2 separate regions of the Sus scrofa genome follow, and region 2 is linked to region 1. The links are chromatin contacts, called in public Hi-C maps. All regions are on one chromosome and are shown on one strand. The core of a region is the stretch at or near the end of the contact, and the rest is flanking DNA. Distances in the headings are between cores, read along the strand shown.

The links. A called contact is a pair of places that touch in the nucleus more often than the background predicts.
Region 2: a contact with region 1 is called in a Hi-C map of skeletal muscle, with 4 times the contacts expected there. The contact joins the promoter of ADCK5 here to the promoter of GPT in region 1. A contact is called at or near these places in 2 of 5 promoter capture datasets (fetal skeletal muscle and liver), 13 of 47 Hi-C or Micro-C datasets (alveolar macrophages, blood, embryonic fibroblasts and 9 more) and 2 of 2 datasets of contacts at active chromatin or transcription factors (alveolar macrophages and skeletal muscle).

What each region holds. Positions count from the first base shown.
Region 1 is chr4:300,402-305,446 of Sscrofa11.1, forward strand. It overlaps GPT (alanine aminotransferase 1), which reads right to left and starts at 2,097. Exons shown (of 12, transcript XM_021090479.1): 1 at 1,295-2,097; 2 at 1-238. The coding sequence starts at 127. PPP1R16A (protein phosphatase 1 regulatory subunit 16A) reads right to left here. Exons shown (of 12, transcript XM_021090492.1): 6 at 5,028-5,045; 7 at 4,088-4,191; 8 at 3,887-4,011; 9 at 3,672-3,797; 10 at 3,313-3,593; 11 at 2,983-3,148; 12 at 2,220-2,759. The coding sequence ends at 2,385.
Region 2 is chr4:407,665-412,709 of Sscrofa11.1, forward strand. ADCK5 reads right to left here and starts at 2,918. Exons shown (of 14, transcript XR_002343661.1): 1 at 2,801-2,918.

The sequences.
Region 1 (5,045 bases), core at 847-3,346:
GCACGATGGGGCCGCGCACCGCGTACTCCACCCTCTGAACGCAGGGGTTCATGGAGTCCAGCGTTAGCACCTTCTCCTTCAGCCCGTTCATGGCAGCCTGGCTGTGGCCACCTGCCCTCAAGGCCATGACCCTGCTCAGACCGGGCAGGAAGCAGGCTCAGGAGGCCGCAGGATCCGGAAGTGGGGATGAGGGAAGCTGGGTCCAGGCTTGGTGGGCCAGGGCTGGGAAAGGGGGAGCCTGGGAAGGGGTCAGAGTAAGAGGGGCCCCGCCTCACCACAGCCTGTTGGCTCCACTGAGCCGGAGAACAGGCTGAAGAAGGAGAGGGACCGGCAGGCCCCGCCCCACCCGTCTGGGCACAGTCCTGCCCCCGGGGAGCCACAGGGAGTGGGTGAGAAGGCGGGTGGGGCTTGGGGTGAGGCCCAGTGCCCGCCCAGTGTCCCCATGACAGGGGAGTAGGAGACCCACACGGGGGGTAGGGACAGACGGAAGGTTCCGGCAGCTCCTGAGAGACGGCCTGGGGGAGGGGAGGTGGGCTGAGCACCCCGAGGGCTTGGCACAGTAGGGCAGGGCTGAGCCCGGGAGGGAGAACGAGGCCTGGGGCCTCTGGAGATTTACCCCAGTAGGGCTCGGCCGAGGCCCAGCCCTCTCCGACCCCCCATCTTTGCTTGGGCCACCAGCCTGTCTCCCAGGTAACTGAGCCAGGCGTCAAGAATCCTGGGGCTGTCGGGGGAGGGAAGTGAGGCGATCAGACACAGGTTCCATCTGGCCCCTCCCGCGCTGGGGACCATGGCCCAGGGGCTGCGAGAGCCCCGTGGTTGGTCCTTGGTCCCCCAGCAGCACTGCAGAGCTGGAGTCTTGGGGCTGGGGTGCTGGGGGAGGAGGCAGGGCTGCTCGGAGCCTTCTCGGGGCCCTTGGACACCTCAGCTGCTCTGCGCTGCTGTCCTGCCCTTTCGCCAAACATGCCGCCAGCCTGGGGCCGCCCTTGGGGCCACACACACACACAGGGTGACCTAAGCTCCCCTTCCCTGTTGCTCCCAATTGGTGGAGAGAGTGGGAAGCAAGCCCTGATAAGCCCTCAGGGCCCCACCTCCACCAGCCCTGCAGGGAGCTGATAGGCCATGCCCAGGGGTGGCTACCCCAGCGTCAGGGTCTGACTCTGTGCTGAGGGTCAGGGAGCCGGCCCCTCCACTGAGTTGAGCTGTGGGCAGCGGGTCAGGCCTGGGAAGTGGGCTCCTTTGCTGCTGCTGCTGGCCAGAGAGGAAACACCCAGAGCTTGGGCAGCCTGCCTCTCACCTTGCACCTCCTGCTCCGCTCTGCTCAGCTCCACCTCAGGCCCCCAGGCCGCCCAGGCCTGAGCACAGGTTAATATGGGCCCGGCCCAGGCAGAGCCAGCCCCCGCCTGCCCCCTGGCAGCAGGACTGAAGTGGCAGCTGTGATGGCAAGTGGAAGTTGGGCAGCGGCACCACCCCACACTCTAAATTTAACCAGTAGCCTGTCCCCAGCCCTGCTGAGGACACCTCTCCAACCACTGATGCTCAGGCAAGGGCGGGCCTGCGGGCACCCAGCTGACCAGGCCCGTGTCCGGTGGAGAGAAGGTGACCTGAGCCCATGCCACCCAGCGCTGGTGGCTATGCCAAGTAGCCTGCCAGGGTCAGATGAGCGGCAGTGCTCCTAGCCCTCCAATGTGAGGCCCCTAAGGGGCCCCATCATCCTGACAGCGTGCCTGGTCAGCTCCCAGCCTGAGCAGCCAACTGTTGGCCTTCTTTGCCAGCCCAGGGGGCGGAAGCTGGCAGCCAGGCCTCAGGATTGGGGCTGCATGCCAGGAATGGGGGGCCCAGCCCCACCAGGGAGGTTTCTGACGCTGGCCTTGTACTGCTTTGCCCCTCTGGCTCTGGCCCAAGAGGCCTGGAAAATCGCCTTTCCCTTCCAGGCCAGGAGCCCCGCCCCTGCAGCACAGACACCCCCATCCCCGGCCCTCAAGGAGCGTCCTTCCGAAGCTCCCTGTTCCCTCAAGAAAGCCAGGAGTTCCAAAGAGGCCTCCAGGAGGCTGGGGGGCAGGGTGCAGCAAGGGCTTCCTGCCCAGAGGCCGTGGGCCTCACACCCACGCAGGGGCGGGCACCCCAGGCGAGCTGCAGCATGCACCTGCAGGCCTCCTGCGCACCCAGGCCGAGCACCGTCATGGAGACGGTGGCCCAGATGAGACACACGACAAGGCAAGTGGCAGAATGGCCCTTTATCGAGAGTCACAGGATGAAACCAGGTCTCGGCAGCCAGGTGCCTCCCGGGCACGGCCTCTGCCGCAGGTCTGCCCCTGAGGGAGGAGGCTGGCGTTCTGGCGGGGGCGTGCCTTGGGGTCCACAGGGCAGGGGCCCTGAAGCAGCCCTCACATGAGCAGACAGCACGGTCTCTTCTCCAGGGGGGCCTCCTCTGAGGGGGCTGTGAGTCTCAGCAGGGGCGGGTCTCCCCCAGCCCTGGAGCCACACTCCAGCCGGGCGGCCTCCATGTCCACAGGCGGGCCAGACTCCGTGGCCTCGGGCCCCTCAGGTGGGGGCCGCTGCAGCTTAGCTGCGGCCCGCTGGCGCTTGAGCTCAGCCAGGGTGTGGTGGGCCCTGGCCCGGACCAGGGCATCTGCGGTGGTGCCCTCCGGGGGGTTCAGCTGGTAGGAGACGCCTCGGTCCAGCCGCTTGGAGTACAGGTGCCGCCCCAGGGGGCCGCCCACTCGGCCGTTGTGCGGCCTGGCCTCCTGGACGTCCTCCTCCTGTGTGGGGAGCAGTCCCCAGAGGCCATCAGGAGGGTCTCTCCAGCCCCTGGCCCCAGGATGCATGGCACCCTGGGGCAGAAACAAGGGTGGGGGCAGCAGCTGACGCCCCGGGCACTGGTCCCGCCAGCTTCTGAGGCTGGTACGGGGTAGGACCTTGGTGCCAGGCTGCGAGGGTGGAGCCCGGGGGCGGGGTGGGGGTGGGGAGGCGGGCAGGGCTCACCCCAAGGGGTGGTGGCCTCAGCTCGGAGTCTGTCTGGCGGTCCTCATCCTCCTCGAAAGGCTCTGGGCTCGTGGGTGGTGACTGTTGCCACACGATGGCCTCTTGGGCGTGCTCCTTGCGGTACAGGCTGGTGCGCTGGGTCAGGCTCACCCGCCTCACCACCTTCCTGGGGAAGGGCAGGGGGAGGGTGGGGAGGATGCCGCCCGCCCTATGGACTCTGCCCCAAGTTCCGATGGGCACCTTGGCCTGCCAGGTGACATCAGCTGGGACAAGGCCCAGGGCAGAGCCTGCAGAGTGGGGGTGCCCAAGGGCCCTTGGGCGGGCACTCACCCCCGACTGCCGGCACTGGAGGTGCGGCGGCGCAGCAGAGAACGCTGGCGGCCCTGTGCGCGCAGGAGGGCGTCGTGCTTGTGCTTCAGCTCCAGCAGCTTGGCACGCACGTCCTCGTCCCCACACAGATCTGAGGAGGAGAGGCAGAGGATCATGGGTGCCCCCTGCCCCTCCCCCACACCGGAAGGATGAGGCTCTGGCTCACCGAGAGGCGTCTCGTCCGTCAGGGACTTGCTGTTCAGGTCGGCCCCGTGTGCCACAAGCAGCTCCACCAGGTGAACCTGTGGCCGGGAGCCCAGGTTGCTGAAGGTTCCGGAGCTGCCAGGCGCCCTCCCCCGCCGCCCCCGCCTGGCACGCACCTGGCCCCAGTAGGCCGCAGCATGCAGCGGCTCCCATCCATCCAGATCTTTGGCGCTTGGGCTGGCCCGGTGTTCCAGCAGCAGGGCAGCCACCTCACCAAACCCATTGGCTGCGGCGATGTGTAGCTGCACGAAAACCGCCTGCCCCTGAGCCTTGGCCCCAGGCCCAGCCAGCAGCCACACCCCTGCTGGGCCCCACCTGGCCACATCCTCACCAGCGTGGCCCCATGGTCCCGGGGGGCGTCGAGGTCAGCCCCCGCCTGCAGCAGGCACCGGATGTCCTCTAGCATGTGCAGCTCCGGCATGGCCCGGGCCTCCTCGATGCTGTCCTGGGTGACGCCTGCAGGGCAGGAGGCTCAGGCCAAGCACGCCCGGCACCCCTGGCCGGGTGGGTGAGTGGGCAGGGTGGCACTCACCACGGCTGGCCATGGCCGTCTCCAGGCAGTCCAGCGTCTGCTCATCCTCGCACAGGTCATAGGGCATGTTCCCATCAGTGTTAACTGCCAGGAGGTCTGCGCCGCTGCGGGGAGGATGGATGGGGTGCTGGCCACAGGCCCTTCTCCCCCAGCGAGGCCCCCAGGCCCCTCGGAGGCCTGCCCTCTCGGAGGCCCGCCCTAGGGCTGCCCTGCAGTTTCCACTCGTTCCCGGCCCCCATCTGCCCTATGACCAGGTACAGTGGGCCCACCTGCCCCTAGAGGATGCCAGGCCTCGGGGGGGCAGGGGGGAGTTGGGGGTGTGTGCCCCTTTTTGCTGCCCTGTGACGCTGCATACAGCCGCTCCCCCTGCAAAGGGGATAGACCGCCACCACCCCGCAACACCCACCACTGATGCTCCAAGGTCAGCCTGAGCCTGACTCTGACTAGAGAGGTCAGAGGGAGGGGCACTGTGCAGGGGGCACTTCGAGGTCCTGGTGGAGCGAACCACCCTCTCCGCTCACAAGAGCGGCCGTGCAGAGCCCCAGGCCTGCGCTGCCCCCCCTGCTAGTGGCCTCACCCGTGTCCAGCCTCCCCCCCGCCCCCGGGGCTGCCTCCGTCACCGCTCTGACCCGACAGTACTTCTCTGTGCAGACCCTGGGAAGGGGAGGAGGCCAGAGCTGGAGGGAGTGCCAGCAGCCTGGCAGCAGAGGACCACACTGCGCTGAGCCTGTGCTGCGTCCTCGGGGAAGGCAGCAGCTGAGGCCTCTGCCCAGGTCCTGGGCTCCAGGCCAGGGAACAGGCGGGTAAGTGGGAACACAAGAGACCAAGGGCCAAGCACATTTGCCCACAAGGAGGTACCTAAGGTTGTGCCCCCCTGGCCCAGCTGCCACCTCCCCCTGACAGAGGCCCACCCCAGCCACGCTGGTCCCAGCAGCCCTACCGAGCAATGAGCAGCTCC
Region 2 (5,045 bases), core at 1,668-4,167, 110 kb after region 1:
AGGGATCCGGTGTTGCCATGAGCTATGGTGTAGGTCACAGATGCGGGTCGCTATGGCTGTGGTGTAGGCTGGTGGCCACAGCTCCAACTGGACCCCTAGCCTGGGAACCTCCGTATGCCACAAGTGTGGCCCTAAAAAGACAAAACAAACAAACATCATTTTCTTATTAATACATACAGTTCCTCCATAGGAGACTGTGAAATCTGAGGTATCTACTCTCAAGTGCGAGGCCTGCCCTGGCTGCGCCCCCAGCCTCCTGACCACTGGTCGCCACCATCAGGGGCTCTGGTTGGGACGCTGGAGACCAGAATCCAGCCTCTGAACACGTGGCTGATGTAGCGTGCACACAGGCTCAGCGGGGGCAAGGCAATGCCTGGCCGGCCTGAGGAGTTACCAGAGGAGCCTCTGCAGGAGCTCTGGCCGCACCTCCTCACTCCCAGAACTGACTCCCCGCTCGCCCTCCGCTCTCCGTGACAAACAGCCTCTGGCAGAGCCTGGCCGGGCCCCTCTCCCGACTGCTTTCTGCCTAGGCCTTCCCCCACCCCCGCCTCTGTATGCTGCCCGCTGTCCTTATCAGACAGGAATGTGGCTGTGAGTGTGCCGTCCTTCTCCCCGCAGGGCCCACCTCTCAGGCATCTCTGTGCCTCTACCAGCCCAGTGCTCCCCCAGATAAAGCAGAGCCCCCATCGACGCGCGCTGAACTGAAAGAGACAGTGGCTAAGCAGAGAACGAACCAAACCCACATGACCCCGGTGACGGTGCTGCTGAGCAACAGGCGGGCAAGAGACAGCGCCAGTCTGGCCCCAGATGGACGCCAGGGATGAGGCCTCTGGCTGAAGACCCCAGAGCCCCACAGGGGCCCAGGGACCCACACCAGTACCTGGCCCATTCCAATTCAGGATGCCTAGTAATTCCCCAAATATCCCCGTCACGCAGGAGACATCCCCCATGCCTATGAGGTCACGTGGCTATAAATGTGGGGCCAAGTCTGCAGCCAGACCTTCCTGGAACTAACTCAGGGGCGTTTCCACCACATCACATAAGACCCAAACCATACCCAGAGCCTGGGTGCCAGAGCGTGGCAGGAAGCAGGCAGAGAGAGCGCGCGGGGTCCCAGGACACCCTCTGGCGCCCAGCGCCTTCCCACAGGGTCACGCGCATGGCCTCCTGGGTCAGCCCAGGTTAACGTCTGCTGTCCCAGCACCCCTCACCAACGAAGCCTCCCAGTCTGGGCAAGACGAAACGGGCATCCTCCACCCGGCCTCTCCGGCTTAGTGAGTGCCCGGCCCATGCGCAGAAAGAGAGCGCTCACCTGGAACTCAGCTACAACCCATCAAGCAGCAAAGAGCTTGCGCAGCATCACACAGAAACTACGAAGCTAAAGACGCTGTGTGTGCTTTAACGCAGAATCATGAGCACCTGCACTCGTGTTTAGGCACAAGCTGAGCTGTCGGTTTTTCCACACCCTGCAGATTAGACACAGTGGGTTAGAAGGAAGAGGAAAGGTCACTGCAGATAAGCCAGCCCCCAGCAGTAACGAGCAGCTGCTGAGTCTCAAGTTGAGGCCTGACAGAGAAGCACAAGGAGGTGACAGGAACCTGGGCAGTTCCATGGCAGGTCAACAGCCTGTGCCGGAGAGGAAACCAAAACACAGAAATCTTCTCATACTCAGGAAGAGAGGGAGGCGGCAGTTGGAGCCCAGAGAGGTGGCGAAGATGAAATGAAGGCCCTGGCCTTTTCTTCGCCAAGGGCCTGCGCCCCTCTCAGCACCAGTGAGGGCTCAAGCCGACTGGGCCCTACGCCACTCACCGGTCAGGAGCCTCTCCTAATCACAACCAAAACCTGCCCGCCCACTCCCTAGGGCTGTCTGGAGGATTAAGTGGTTGCACGTGGGAAGCAGCTCTATACCCTGTAACAGACCAGCTCTGGTGTCTCTCTGCCTGAGTCTCAGCCCATAAAACAGCACGGAGCTGTTCACCGAAAGCCACAAGAGTTAATGGAAATTTGTATAAATACCTACACCTGCAAGGCGAGGATTATTAGGAAAATACAAGGCTTCTGGAAAGTTCCAAGTTGAAAAGGCTGATGAGCCCCCCTCTGTCTCTATGGGGCTAGATTCTGGGGGAAGCAGTGGGTAAGACCTGCGTGAGTGATGATAACGCGGGTTTGAAAGGCACCCAACAAGGAAAAACCCTGGATTGCCAACTGCGTCGTCAGGATCAAAGGAAGCGCGAGTTGGGAGGGCAGCCCGGGGCGGGGCAGGCAAAGCAGGGAAAGGGCTGAGAGAGGAGCCCCCCCCCCCTCCTCGGAAGCAGGAGCAGCTGTCAGCTCGGGATGATCTGGGGCGGGCTGGTGACCGGGTTAGGCTTCTCAAGGGAGCAGGTAAAAGGAAAGGCGAGGGCCCCCAGGCTGGGATTCGGACAAGTGTCAACTTCGCCGCGGGGGGGAAAGGGTCTCTGGGGAGGGGAGGGGGGATCGGAGGAAGCGGGCTTCGAGGGCTGTCCTGAGACCAGCGTCCTCGCAGAGAGCCTGGAAGGAGCAGAGGGGACCTTGGAGGCGCTGGGGAGGCAATCAGTGCGGGGCCTCCTAAGTGGTTCTGGCCTCTGCGCACCGGGGGCTGGGGCTGGTCAGGGGGTCTGGGGGGCAGAGCACCTGGAGCTGAAGGGCGCCTTCTAGAGCCCTGAGGTTCCCGCCGGGCGGGGGAGGATCTCTGGGGGCGGGGAGGGTTTAGGGGCCCGAGGGCCCGGGACAGGCGGCTCGCGGGGCCGCGGGAGGGCACCGGGAGCGCGGGGGTGCTCACAGGTCTCCACATCTCCGGGGCCGACGCGCCGCTCCGTGCCGCTCCTCTCGCCGCAGCCTCGCGCCGCCACCCAGCAGTCCCTGCGGGAGAGGGCGCGGTGCGCACGCGCACGCCGCCCCCAGGGGGCGGGCCGGACGGAAGGCCACGCCCCGAGCGCACCTGCGTCCGCGGCTGAGCAGCGCCCCCTGGCGGTCCCCGACGGCCTAGTGTTGGGCCAGGACCCGGCGGTGCACAGACGGAGGACGCAGGTGCTGGTGCTGGAGCCACAGCCAGTGCCTCGGCCGAGCAGGCCATCGGTCACTGCCGCTGGGGGCTTTTCCCACCCTCGATGGAAGCTGAGGCTCGGGAAGGTCGGCTCCCTTGTTCTCTAGGAGCTCACAGCACGGGCGGAAGCGGGGAGCAGGAGGAACCCCAAAAGGACGTCAGTGCAGAGAGAGCTGGATTCCAGGACCCGTGGGAGGCTGGGAAGGGCGCCAGTCCGGCTACAGCTCTGAGCCACGGATTAGGGCGAATCTCTTTACCTGCTCAAGCCTCGCTTTCCTCGCTGCAAAATGAGGTGGTAACTGTCAAGTTCACATAGCTCCTTGTCCCATGCAGTGTCCGATTTCAGATGAGCACCTGCTGCGTGCGGGTAGGCGGCCTGTGGTGTTGTCACTAACAAGGCCGTGAATGGTGAGCACAGGACAGGCAAGGCCCACGACAAAGCTGCCTCCCGCACTGGCCTGCCAGCCCGTCCCCGCCCTTTCCTGCCACCCTCAGTGCAGGGCAGGATGGGTACCCTCCTCGCAGAGTCTCTGCCAGCTCTTGCCTAAGCTCCCTTCTCTCACCTACTTCCCTCTCACCCCTGACAGGTAGCACCTTCTCGTCCACCTTCTCTCCTTGGGCAGCCAAGGCCCCCTTTCTGCAGTTCCACCCAGCCTCTGCACCCACTCTGCGGAACTTCAAAGGCCCATCCAGGGAGTTCCCCTCATGACTCAGCGGTTAAGGAACCATGAGGACATGAGTTCGATCCCTGGCATCGCTCAGTGGGTTAAGGATCCGGCATTGCCGTGAGCCGTGGTGTAGGTCACAGACACGGTTGGGATCTCTTGTTGCTGTGGCTGTAGCACAGGACAGCAGCTACAGCTGATTCGACCCATAGCCTGGGAACCTCCATATGCAGTGGGTGCGGCCCCCCCAAAAAAAGGCCATCCCCCAGCCAGCCATGCGCTAACCTCTGTGCGGCCCACAACCCTCGGGTGTCTGGCCCCGTGCTCCTGTGGCCTGGTTGTTTTGCAGCCGATTCCCTGGGCCTCATTTTCACCTCTGCCACACTTGCTGTACCCACCTTCACGCTGACTGACTCAGGAAGTTTCTCCTTAAAGGCTGGTCCCACCTGGTGGCCTTCCTATCAGCTCCTTCTCCTCCTCTCTGGCGCCAGGCCCTCCCCCCTTGACCCCTCCCTCTCCCACAGGGGTGCCTGCTCCTCCTGGTGTCCCTCGGCCATCTAACACGTCACCCCAGCTTCTCCAGCATGCGTCAATGTCCTGAGTCTCCTTGCTCCCAGTGTCCCCATGTGACAAAAGCTGGGGCTGTTCTGATTTGTTGCCTGCCTTGCCAGGAGGGCAGACGCGCCCTCTCATCTTCACTGCTGTGTCCCTGGTGTCCAGGCCAGGGCCTGATGAAAGTGAATCTGGAGCCCTTCCCAGGGCCAAGGTTTCTGGAAAGTTCCAAATTGCACACTTTTGGCCTCCCCACCTAACCCCATTATACTCAATGAAAGAGTCCCAGGAGATGGTGTAGGTGCAGCTGGCATGGACATGCCCCCAGGACATCTGAAAAAGGCCACAAGCAAGGTGCAAGGCAGAGGCTCAGCTGACCACGGGGCCCTCAGGTACAGACACCACTGGAGGCCTAGGACTCCAAGGGCCTGGGCTGGGGATCCGGTGGCCATTCCTGTTCACGCTCCAGAGACGAGGTATATGCTTCTCAGCCCCTAACGAACAAAGCAATGAACTCTGACCTATTCCCACGTCCAAGGACCCTGGTTCTGGCCCAGGCTCCCATCAGGGCTGGGGGCTGCAGCTCTCACTCTACAAGGCAGGGCACGGTCCCCTGGACTGAATGGGGGGTACCCACCCCTTGACTCCCTGGTGCTGCTCTATGGAGTCAAGTCCCTCAAACTTGGACGGCTGGGCCCCGAGGGCACCAAGGAAACCTCCCCCAAGTGACCACCACACCCCAGACGCGCGCTCCTCCCTTCCCC